Linked DNA regions of Mus musculus: region 1 is linked to region 2. Evidence: chromatin contacts called from public Hi-C data. All regions are on one chromosome and are shown on one strand. Each heading gives the region's core, a stretch centred on a gene start, on an enhancer-like site or on the middle of the called end of the contact. The rest is flanking DNA. Distances are from core to core; before and after follow the strand shown.

The links. Hi-C and Micro-C count contacts between places; a contact is called where the count stands out from the background.
Region 1: a Hi-C map of cerebellum shows a contact between it and region 2, with 4 times the contacts expected there. The contact joins two enhancer-like sites. A contact is called at or near these places in 10 of 484 Hi-C or Micro-C datasets (the N1E-115 cell line, cerebellar granule neurons, cerebellum and 6 more) and 5 of 115 datasets of contacts at active chromatin or transcription factors (differentiating embryonic stem cells, embryonic basal ganglia, embryonic forebrain and 2 more).

Annotation. Positions count from the first base shown.
Region 1 is chr12:26,731,656-26,736,730 of GRCm38.p6, reverse strand. No RefSeq gene overlaps it. Among named protein-coding and RNA genes, the nearest start is that of 4933409F18Rik, 100 kb to the left of the region's middle. Within about 2 kb of position 2,295, at least 8 of the 459 cell types and tissues checked have an H3K27ac peak or open chromatin away from gene starts, as enhancers often do. A contact at or near this core is called in cerebellum and stem cell-derived motor neurons, where this site is marked.
Region 2 is chr12:26,530,554-26,536,117 of GRCm38.p6, reverse strand. No RefSeq gene overlaps it. Among named protein-coding and RNA genes, the nearest start is that of Cmpk2, 64 kb to the right of the region's middle. Within about 2 kb of position 1,432, at least 44 of the 459 cell types and tissues checked have an H3K27ac peak or open chromatin away from gene starts, as enhancers often do. A contact at or near this core is called in cerebellum and stem cell-derived motor neurons, where this site is marked.

The DNA.
Region 1 (5,075 bases), core at 1,046-3,545, 200 kb before region 2:
TCTTCAAACTCCCAGAAATGCCCTGTTCCATCTAGTGCCTTGCCTTTGCCTCTCTCCACCAGCTTGAACTCCTCTGGCCTGGGTTGGGTTGGGAGTGTTGTCTTGGAGTCAGAGGAGAGTAAGGTGAGGAGAATAAGTCACATGACTAGATTCAGGCTTCCCATTTGAGGTGAAACCGATGGAGAAGCTGTCCTTGGCTGTGCCTGTGAGTGTCTTGCTGTGTGAGGTTATAAGGGTAAGCGCACCAAAAACAGGACCCAGTGGTGACTCCCCGCTTGTTTAAGCCCCCAGAGCTGCCTTCTTCACATGTGAAAGTCAACTGTCAGAGCAAACAGCCTTCAGGTCTAGGGAACTGAAATATTCTCGAAAACCTTAAAAAAACAAAACAAAAAAACCAAAAAACAAAAAAAAACAACCCCCCCCCATCTTACTTCCGGTCACTCTGAGGATAACATAAAATGTAAAGGAGGTTCTTTCTGAATTAAAATGAGCAAGGAATTTCCTTAAAGAACTTTTCTTCTAGTCTCCCAGAAGTGTCAAAAAAAGAAACCAGGCCTCCAGACCCACTGTGACCAGAAAACATATAGAACAACCTATAGCTACAAAGAGTACAAAGAGACTTGAACTTGGGAAGGAAAGATGAAAAGAACGAATATGTGATAAAAGAAAAATTTGCAAGGCAGTGAAACAAGCAAAATGAAGAAAGGAAACAAAAAACTCGAAGAGAACGCAAAGACAATTGCAAAGACAAGTTTCAGTTAGGCTGTGAGGTCCCAAAATGTGCCAGCGAGCTCCCTGAGTTCTGAGAAGTTCATTATCTGACCAAGCCTTGCTCCCAGCTCCTCAGCAGTTTCCCATACCTCCAACCTTTGGAGACTTTTATGGCTCAAAGGACTGCACTAGTCACATGGGGAAGAAATTGTTTTGTGGGGGTAGAAACATGGGTGGACAGAAATATGAGTACTTGGAGACTAAAGCAAGGCTTGTACTAGGCTCTTGGGTCATTAGTTCAATCCCTCTATCCCTGTTCTGCCTAAGAAAGGGTTTCTCATGCCCCAGGTGAGGGCAATCCTTATCACCTCTTTACCCCAAGGCCACCAGGGGAATGTGGCCCCCATAGAGGCCTTACCTGAAAGGGTCATGGTTCTTCTCTAGTGCATTTGTTTTTTCCTGTTTAACAAGTTGACAGGAGCGATTACTCAAAGACCAGCAGCCAGCTCTCCAGGTCATCCAACACAAACAAAGCATCAGCACCCTGTCAGGGCCTCCACAGTGTCTGTACCACTTAAACACTTCCCTGCATCTATAGGAACCCATGGGATTCAGGGCTCTCCAACCCCACACTTACCAGCACACAGTTACTTGCTGTGGTTTTATCTTAAAAGGTAGCATGAAGCAGGTCTTTGCTTCAGAAGTGGGGTGTCAAAAATATCGAGGGAAGCATGGAATACCAAAAGGCCTATGCCCTGTCCTCTATTTGCTTTCTGCCTTAGTATAATAAATGATCCTCCCCAAACCATGGAGTCTCCCAGAGAGACTTATCCACAGTGACGATACCCAAGCTCCAAAGCTTTAGGTAGTTAGGAAAAGGAAGTTATATTGCAGTCCCAGCCAAGAACATTCTGGAACTGATCATTGGCTTACATCACAGCCCCCCTTCACCCCCCCAGGAGAGCATTGGCCGAATCAGAAAGCCATTTTAACCTTTAATTATTTATTATACACCTTTCTTCAAAACCTGGTGTGGGACTCTTAACAGTATGTAACATGAGACAAAAAGGACACAGGGCTTGTGTGGCCACTTGATTCAAGAGCGTCTCTGAAGGGACATGTGTACCTTGTTATTTGTGACCAGAATGTGAGAGCCTGCCTTGATCAGCTCTCTCAGGCTCCTACCCTCCTGTGTTCTTGCCCTCTGTTCCTGTGAAACTCCAGCCCAAGTCCCTAGCCCCTGTCCGTGGGACACAGCATTCTGTCTTCTCAGCTGCCACCATATGCTCAGGTTGTCACATGGTTTACAGATTAGGGGGAGTCACTCTTGACTAACATATGACAAGAGGCAGTTGTCATTAGCACACTAAACTCTGTGGACCCAAACCTGCTCTATCCCCAGTGAGCACGTAGCCAAGCCTGATCCCCGATTCTGATTAATGGGATTGGCAATTAAGAGAACAGCGGACGATGGAACAACTGCCTCACCCTTCAAAGCAATTTTGCCTTTGCTCTGAGGTAATGAAGAGTAAACAGAAGGCTGTGATAAACTCAAACAGACAAGAGTCACATGCCCTCCCCCATCAGCACCATTTTTCATTGCTGCAATTCTGAGACCTCGAACCACCAGAGGAGCCCAGTGTCTGCTGGGTGCAAGCACTGATTAATAATTCTGCACTTTAGACTCCATAAGACATGTTCTTTGCATTTCTCCAGGTGTCAGGAGAAAAATTAAACAACAGTTTAAAAGGCATTAAGTGGATATTTCCACTAGCATGCTCTGTCCTGTCCACCTTGGGTGTCCTTTGGATTGGCAGGTGTCAAGATAAAGGCAGCAGATGACATGGCTTACATTTCAAAACCTGTCTTTCAATCATCTTGGTATGTTAAATTATTTCATTGAATTAGTGCCTCAGACTCTGGTGAAGGAAAAAAAATTAAATGTTCACCAGGACCAGTAGTCAGGTGGGTGTGCTGTGCCTTTAATTTCTCATTCACTCGGGGGTCAGCAGAGTAAATTTCATCTGTCTCAGTTAAAGTCAGACACCTCCCCCTTGTGGTTCAGTGCAACCCATTCAATCCTCTTATAACCTTTGTTCAGGTGTTCTGACTGCTGCTACAGGCAGGATGCTTGCCAGAGCACTCAATGATTCTGGTCTGATTATCTAAATAGTGATCTGGTCCTCCACTAACAGATGGCCTTGAGCCTGATTAAAAAAAAAGTAGCTAAGAATATAAAGAGACCTATACTTTAGGCATATAGTTAATTTGTCCCAGAAATGTTAGTTTCCTAAATGAAGTATTTTATATGCTTAGCTACATGCTATGAGTTGTTTTGTCAACAACATGCTATTTGAATGACTGAAAACTATGTATCTGTTCTACACATTAAAAACTTGTATCAAGAATATATAAAGAGTATCTACAAACAAACATTTACAGAGCTCTGCCCTGACCCTTCTGCAACTCATTCCCTAGGCCACAGCTTGTCTGGTAGCCCTGAAGGCCTGCTGCCACCTGGGACAACAAGAAGCCTGAGGCCATTAGGGACTACTAGTTCTGCCTGCAGCCCTGGAAGCCTGCTGCCAGCCAAGACAGTCAGTTCTACATGCAATCCTGCCATCAGGGACTATAAGGTCTGCCTGCATCCCCAGATACCTCTTGCAGCCAGGGACCACCAGGCCTGCCAACACCAAGGACAGCCACAGAGCTAAAGGCCAGTATAAGGACACAATCAATAAAAGCCACGGCAATATTGGAGCACTAGAACCCATTCTAATACAGCAAGCCCTGGATATCCTAACACACCTGAAGCAAAAGAAAATGACCTAAAATTTAATCTTCTGAAGATGACAGAAGCTTTTAAAGAGACACTAGTAAATCCTTTAAAGAAATATAGAAAAATACAATCAAGCAGCTAGTGGTCTTCAAAGAGGAAAGAAAGAAATGTAAGGAAATATAGGAAAGTACAACCAAATAGGTGAAGGATATGAATAAAAATGTTCAAGACCTGAAAATGGAAATAGAAACAATAAAGAAAAGACAATCTAAGGAAATCCTGGAGATGAAAAACCTATGACAGAGAACAGGAACAACAGATGCAAGCATCACCAACAGAATACAGGGTAGGAAGGGAGAATATCAGTCATAGAAGATATGATAGAAGAAATTGATACATCAGGCAAAGAAAATGTTAAATCTAAAAAATGCCTGACACAAAACATCCAGGAAATCTGGGATACTATGAAAATACCTAACCTAAGAATAATAAGAATAGAAGAAGATGAGTCTCAGATCCAAGGACCAGAAAACATTTTCAACAAAATCATAGAAGAAAATTTTCCAAACCTAAAGAAAGAGATGCCTATAAATGTACATGAAACTTCCAGAATACCAAATAGATTGGACCAAAAAAGAAAATCCTCCTGCCACATAATAAAGTGCTAAATGTACAGAACAAAGAAAGACTATTAAAAGCTGCAGGGATAGAGGGCAAGCACCATATAAAGGCAGAACTATCATAATTATATTTGATTTCTCAACAGAGATTCTAAAAGCCAGAAGGGCCTGGGCAGGTGTCTGGCAGACCCTAAGAAATCATAGATGTCAGCCCAGACTACTATACCCAGCAAAATCTTAATTCACTATTAGATGGAGAAAACAATATTATTTTATGTCAAAACCAAATGTAAATAATAACTTTCCCTCTCCAGCCCTACAAAGAATACTAGAAGGAAAACTTCAACAAAAGGATGGTAACTACATCCAAGTAACCACAAGAAATAAATAATCACACTAACAAAACCAAAAGAAGACACACACACACACACACCACTACCATCACCACCAAACTATAAGAAATTAACAATCATTGTTCATTAATATCTCTCAATATAAATTGACTAATTCCCCAATAAAAAGACACAGGCTAACAGAATGGATGTTTGAACTGGATCTATTGTTCATCCACAAACAAGTAACACACTTCAGCAACAAAGATAGGCATTACCTCAGGGTAGAAGACAGGAAAAAAGGCTTTCCAAGCAAATGGGCTGAAGAAACAAGCTGGTAGAGCCTTTCTACCAACTGATAAAATAGACTTTCAATCAAAAGTAATAAAAATAAATGGAAACGGACGCTTCATCAAGAGAAGAATTCATGAAGATGACATCTCAACCCTGAACATCTATGCCCCAAATGAAAGGACACCCACATTCATAAAAGAAACATTACTCAAGCTTAAATCACATAATGAACACCACAAACACCACACATTAATAGTGGGACACTTCAACACCACACTCTCATCAATTGACAGGTCATTGAAATAGAAACCTAACAAAGAAATAATGAAATTAACAGAG
Region 2 (5,564 bases), core at 183-2,682:
CTTGAATGAGTGGTGTGTGTATATGTGTGACTTGTTGGTACTATGTGTTAGTGCACCTCTCACTGACAGCTCTGAGGAGTCTTAAGACTTCCTACTCCAGAGAAAGCATACCTTTCTAGAATGATCCTTGTGTGGTTACACACTTCATGAAATTGTGGTTAAAAGACCCTGGCTTTCCTCACCCCACCCCTTTTCCTGGAGATAGACACACCTTTTTCCTACTGACAACCTATAGCAGTTTCAACCTGGCGACAATTTCATTCATTCAATTTTGGGTTTTTTGCTCTAAAAATCAGACATTTCTGCAGTGAACTGTTTCCACCCCAACTCCAGAAAAAGGCTTCGCTTCCTGAGACAGAAGGCTCCGCCCCCTGAGACAGAAGGCTCTGCCCCCTGAGACAGAAGTCTCCACCTCCCGAGGCAGAAGGCTCCGCCCCCTGAGACAGAAGGATGGGCTACAAATCTGTCTTCCAAGCCTTCATCTCCTTTTCTTTTAGAAAGAACACAGCGACAGCCTTGCTCATAATGGCAAAGGACATAGGGATAAGTGTGCACGGCTGAGTAAATTAGGCCTCCTGCTCCCATGCCTGCTTGTTTAGATCCTTCTTTTCCCACACCGGGACAGAAGTCAGGTCTTTGGACATGACAGGCAAGCAAACCCTGTTCTACTTTCACTGCCATTAAAAGAGGAGGGGGAGGGGTGTGAAGGACAGGGTTAGGAGGCCAGCTGTTCCCCACCCCCACCCTTCACCTCAGAGAGTCCCTAGCCCTTCTCATCCCATTTTCTCATGAGCAGATGGCAACAGGGCTAGGAGTCCTCATGGAGGCTTAGGGAAGCCAGGATCCAAACACGGGACAAACAACCAGCAAAGCTCTAGTTGTTTGGTGTCCCACACAACCAAATTACTTGTGATTCTGATTTTAAAGCCACACAAATTAAAAAGGCATATAGATAGAGCCAATTTAGCCATCTGTCCAGTGGCCTCAGATCCCACCCAGAAGATATCCTAAGATAAGCCCAAATTTGCATCTGTTCTTGTGACTTCCAGAGAACAGCTACTAAGTCCAGATGTATGTCCATCTACTATGTAGCTCTCCCGGCCCATCCCCTGCAGACTTGATGCTGCTCACCTAGAGAAACCATCCTGCCTCAGGAAGTGTGGGAATGAGGAGACATGACTCACTGAGCCAATTAAAGTGGGAAATCCCCATTACTGATCAGGATCTGCCTGCTTGTTTCAATTAGGAGCAGCAGTGTCCCCCCTTTCCTTCCTAAGCAGAGGGTCCCGGGGCTGTGAGGAGATGGGTCTGGACTCCTTCGAGGGAAAATGTAAGAGTGCACAACTGGAGTCAGAAGTCTCACACTGGCTGGCCAGAGCTGGTGGAGGTCAGAGCTGCACAGAAATGTTTGAAGAATGCCCGTCAGGAGAAGATAAATGCTTCCTGCTTGCTGGGTGTGCTCTCCCTTTAACTCTTCTCAGTCCCATCTCTGTGAGACCCTGCAGCCCCTTGCAGCTGTGACCTCTCTAAACTGCCAGCCTCAGATGACTGACACTTCATCAATTTTGCCTGAACTGCATTTACAAGCCAGTCTCGGGAGGATTGGCCAAGTGCACCAAGCATGGGGGCATTTCCCTACCGGAGCCAGATTGCTGCAGAATGAGGGGGCTCTTCCCACCTTCTCCCAGTGGCCCGGGCAAACAGCCTAGGGGCCTCCCCGCCAAAGGGAATGAACGGACCTCTGATTATTCCTTGTAAATTTTTCATGAGGACATCTGCCCATGCTCCTCTCCCTCTGAGTACCTCTCTCTCTCAGTCTCTCTCTCCTCACCACCTCCCTCTCTGTGTTCTCTCTTCTCTCCTTCTCACTCTCTCCTCCCCCTCCTCTCTCTCCTCTATCACTCTCCCCACCCCCACTCAGGTTTCATCTCACCTCTAACCCTTTCTCCTCTCCTTCCTTCCTCTCCCTCCTGTTTTTCTCTCTCTCTCCTCCCCTCCTCCCTCCCCTCCCCTCCTCTCCTCCCTCCTCTCTTTTTTATGTCTCCCCGTTCCTACCTCCCCTTCCTTTTCTCTCGCCTCCCCCTTCTCCTCCCTCTTTTCCCTCCCTCCCTCCCCCTCTCCCTGTGTTCAGACTCCTGACAACTCATGAAAAACGAGAGTCATTGGGCCTCAGCCGCCATTAGTCAAGACATGCCTGATGTGTGAACGTGGACCTCAGGCTGAGAGGGGCCAGGCTGCAGGGACTGGTCCTAGAGACAAAAGACCAAGCCGGATGGATATTATAGATAGGTAGGCAACAAAGCCTTCTGGACCGGTAGGGTTGGTTCTGCAGACAAGGGGCTCTGTGCTTGTACATCAGTGTGGCCCAGGCTTTCCCCGATGAACACTCTTGTCTCCCTGGCTCCTTGATGTGGCTCCCTGATCGAGGGCAGAGTCCAAATCCAAACAGAGAGATTGGAGATACACACACACACACACACACACACACACACACACATATGGTGTCGAATGCGCCTTAAATATCAAAATATATTAACTCTCATGTAAGGAGTACAGGGGTGGGGAATAAGCCTCAAAATCCTTTTTTCTGTACAGTTCAAACTAAGGACCTACAGCTCTTTCTCATTACTGCGCCCAATCATGCCGATGTCCTTTTTGTGCCCCCTTTGAAGTGACATGTGCTTCAATTTATTTTTAATCTTCTAAGTGACGTCGGGACTGCAGCCTGTGCACACGTGAAGTCTCTGCCCTTCTTGGCTGTTGTCTAAAGCAGTTTGGGCCACAACAAATCAGGCACTCAGTCCAGAGAGAGCCCAGGAACGATCTGAGGCCGGGGAGATGCGCAAAAGTGCTGCGCAGAGGAGGCAAAGTCATTAATAAACCCTTCACCATACACACCTTCCCTACCTTTGTGTAGGTCCTGGCCCTGGTCCTTGGGGACCCGCCATGGAGACACTCTGTGGAGCAACAGTGCCACCCAGTGGACAGTACTGGCAAATGACTGTCCCTTCTCTCTGCAGTCTCCCTGGGCCCTAATATCACATCTTTAAGCAGTTTTCTACATGAAAGGAGGCCTGCAACTGATTCAAAGCCACCTTGCCTTGGAAACCTGAGCATGCCCATAAAAGGCAGTGTGCACAGAACATTGAGGAATGTTTTTCGTTATGTTGGGGGTCTACCCCCAGCAGCTACTCTGGGGGGGGGGAGGGTAAGGGGGGATGTCAAAGGAAAATAAAATTAAATATACTTTTAAATCATACTTAATTTACTAATCAGTTCAAATAAATATGTGTATATACAAATGTGTGTGTGCGTGTGTGTGTGTGTGTGTGTGTGTGTGTGTGTGTGTGATGTTTGTCCAGTTACAGTCTCAGTGTTTAGTTGAAACATAAATTACATTAGCCCAAGCTCTTGTAACCCTCAGTATTGAGGGAAAATGGCTGAAATATCATCATATTTGGAGTTAGGCAGTGAGGTCAAAGTCTTGCCTGTACATAGATCTCACTCACCTGATAACCTGGACGGTTTCCATTTCCCATCTGCAGTCTTCAGTCACCCAGAAGGAGGCTGACGTGACAGCCAACGGTGACTTGCCCTATGCCTGGCTAGGTTCTGACTCTGCCTATGATCTTGAAACCTTCCCTCCCCTCTCTCCTTGGGTATTCCCTTTTGTCTTCAAGCAGAATCCAGCCCTTCACCCCCTCCTGGAGCCTTTTCTCCTCACGCCTCATGAATGTTGGTGAGGTGAGCACATTACATGGGCTTAAAAACTCCTAGTGAATCCACTGGTTTCCAAACTCACATGCATCCCGGATTGGGAGGCAGAAAGCGTCCTACAGATAGGGAATCCAGCCAAGGCCTGCCTCTTTCTGAGTCATCTGCAGTACAGAGTGGACTTCTCATACATAAACAAAAAGGATGGTTAATGCTTATTTTAACCAGTCTGTTACTTGAAGCCTTTAAATACTGCCCTACGGCATCTTGTAGAAAACATCGTTTGGTGCAGACTTTAAATAACTTAATATAAAATCATCGTGAGGGGAGGAGCTGAAAATCATCAACTCTGTGAAAGAATGTGAAATATGACCTAAAGTACATTAGATCCAGATCATTAAAGTCATCAAGTCATCGTCTTTCTCGTCCCCACCCACTGCAATGACTGACTTTGCTTACTGCCGTCACACGCCCTGCAAGGCTCTCAGTTGAGGAACTGACTCCATCAGATGGTCTATAAGGCAAGTCTGTGGGGGCATTTTATTGATTGATGTAGAAGGGCCCAGATCACTATGAATGACACGGACCCTGGGAAGGTGGTCCTGTGGTACAGAGAAAAGGAAGCTAGGCAGAGGGAGAGTGGGCCAGCAAACAGTGCTTCCCCTGCCTCTCAGTTCCTGCCTTGAGTTTCCAGCTTGGCTTCCTCAATCGTGGACTTTGGTCCACGACCTTTGGTCATGGAGCTTGTCACAGCCACAGAATAGCAAACTCGAACAAATGGAAAGGAGCAGCCTGCCCATGTCTTGTCCTCTAGGTTTTTGGGGCTTTATATTCTGAGATTGAGAGCATCACACTGGCTGTGATGTGCCACCTTGTGCCATTTTGATGCTGAAGAAGTTCTGAGAGAAACTGTGGACTTCTGAAGGGATCAGGCCCTTGTCCTGGCTAGTTTTAGGTCAGCTTGACACAAACTAGAATCATCTAAAAAAGAGAAACTCAATTGAGAAAGCACTTCCATAAAATTCAGCTGTAGGACATTTTCTTAGTTGCTGATTGATGGGAGAGGACCCAGCCCATTGTGGGTGGGGCAGCACGTGGCATGCTGGTCCTGGGCTCTATAAGAACGGAGTCTGAGCCATCCATAAGGAGCAAGTCAGTAAGCAGTGTCCCTGCTGTAGCCTCTGCATTAGCTCCTGCCTGCAGGTTCTTGCCTATTTGAGTTCCTGTCCTAGACTTCCTGTAGACGTGGACTATGGATACGGAATCATAAGCCAAATAAACCGGTTTCTTCCTAGCTTGCTTTGTTTCATCATAGTAACAGCAACTCAAACTACAACATAAGTTGGTACTAGATGTGGCATATTGCTGCGACATACCTAATTCTGTTGTTTTGTGGGAGGATCATGGATGGAGTTTGGAACTCTAGGTTAAAAAGTTTGGTGAACTCTTCTGTGGGAGCTTGGGAGATAAGAATTGAAAACAGTGTGAAGAGGTCAGCTCAGGGCCTTTGGAAAATCCCACCAGACCCCTCCCCTCCTGGAAGAGAAAGGTCATGGAGCACTTAGGCACCCCTCCTCTCTGGAAAAGAGGCTTAATTACATTTATCATACCATGTGGGGACTTGGGGGGAACCGACCACCAGCCACCTGAGTGTGGGGGAGGCTCAGAGCACTTAGACACATTCCGTGACCATTGGCCACCTACAGACAAGGGAAGTCCTTGCCACCTCATTTCCTAAAGATCAATCAGTTTAAAAGTCACTGTTCTGCCAATCACATTGTGTCTAATGGCTGCTGCTCTGAAAACTATACAAAAATTTGTCAAACATGCTGCACAGGGTTGTTCAATCT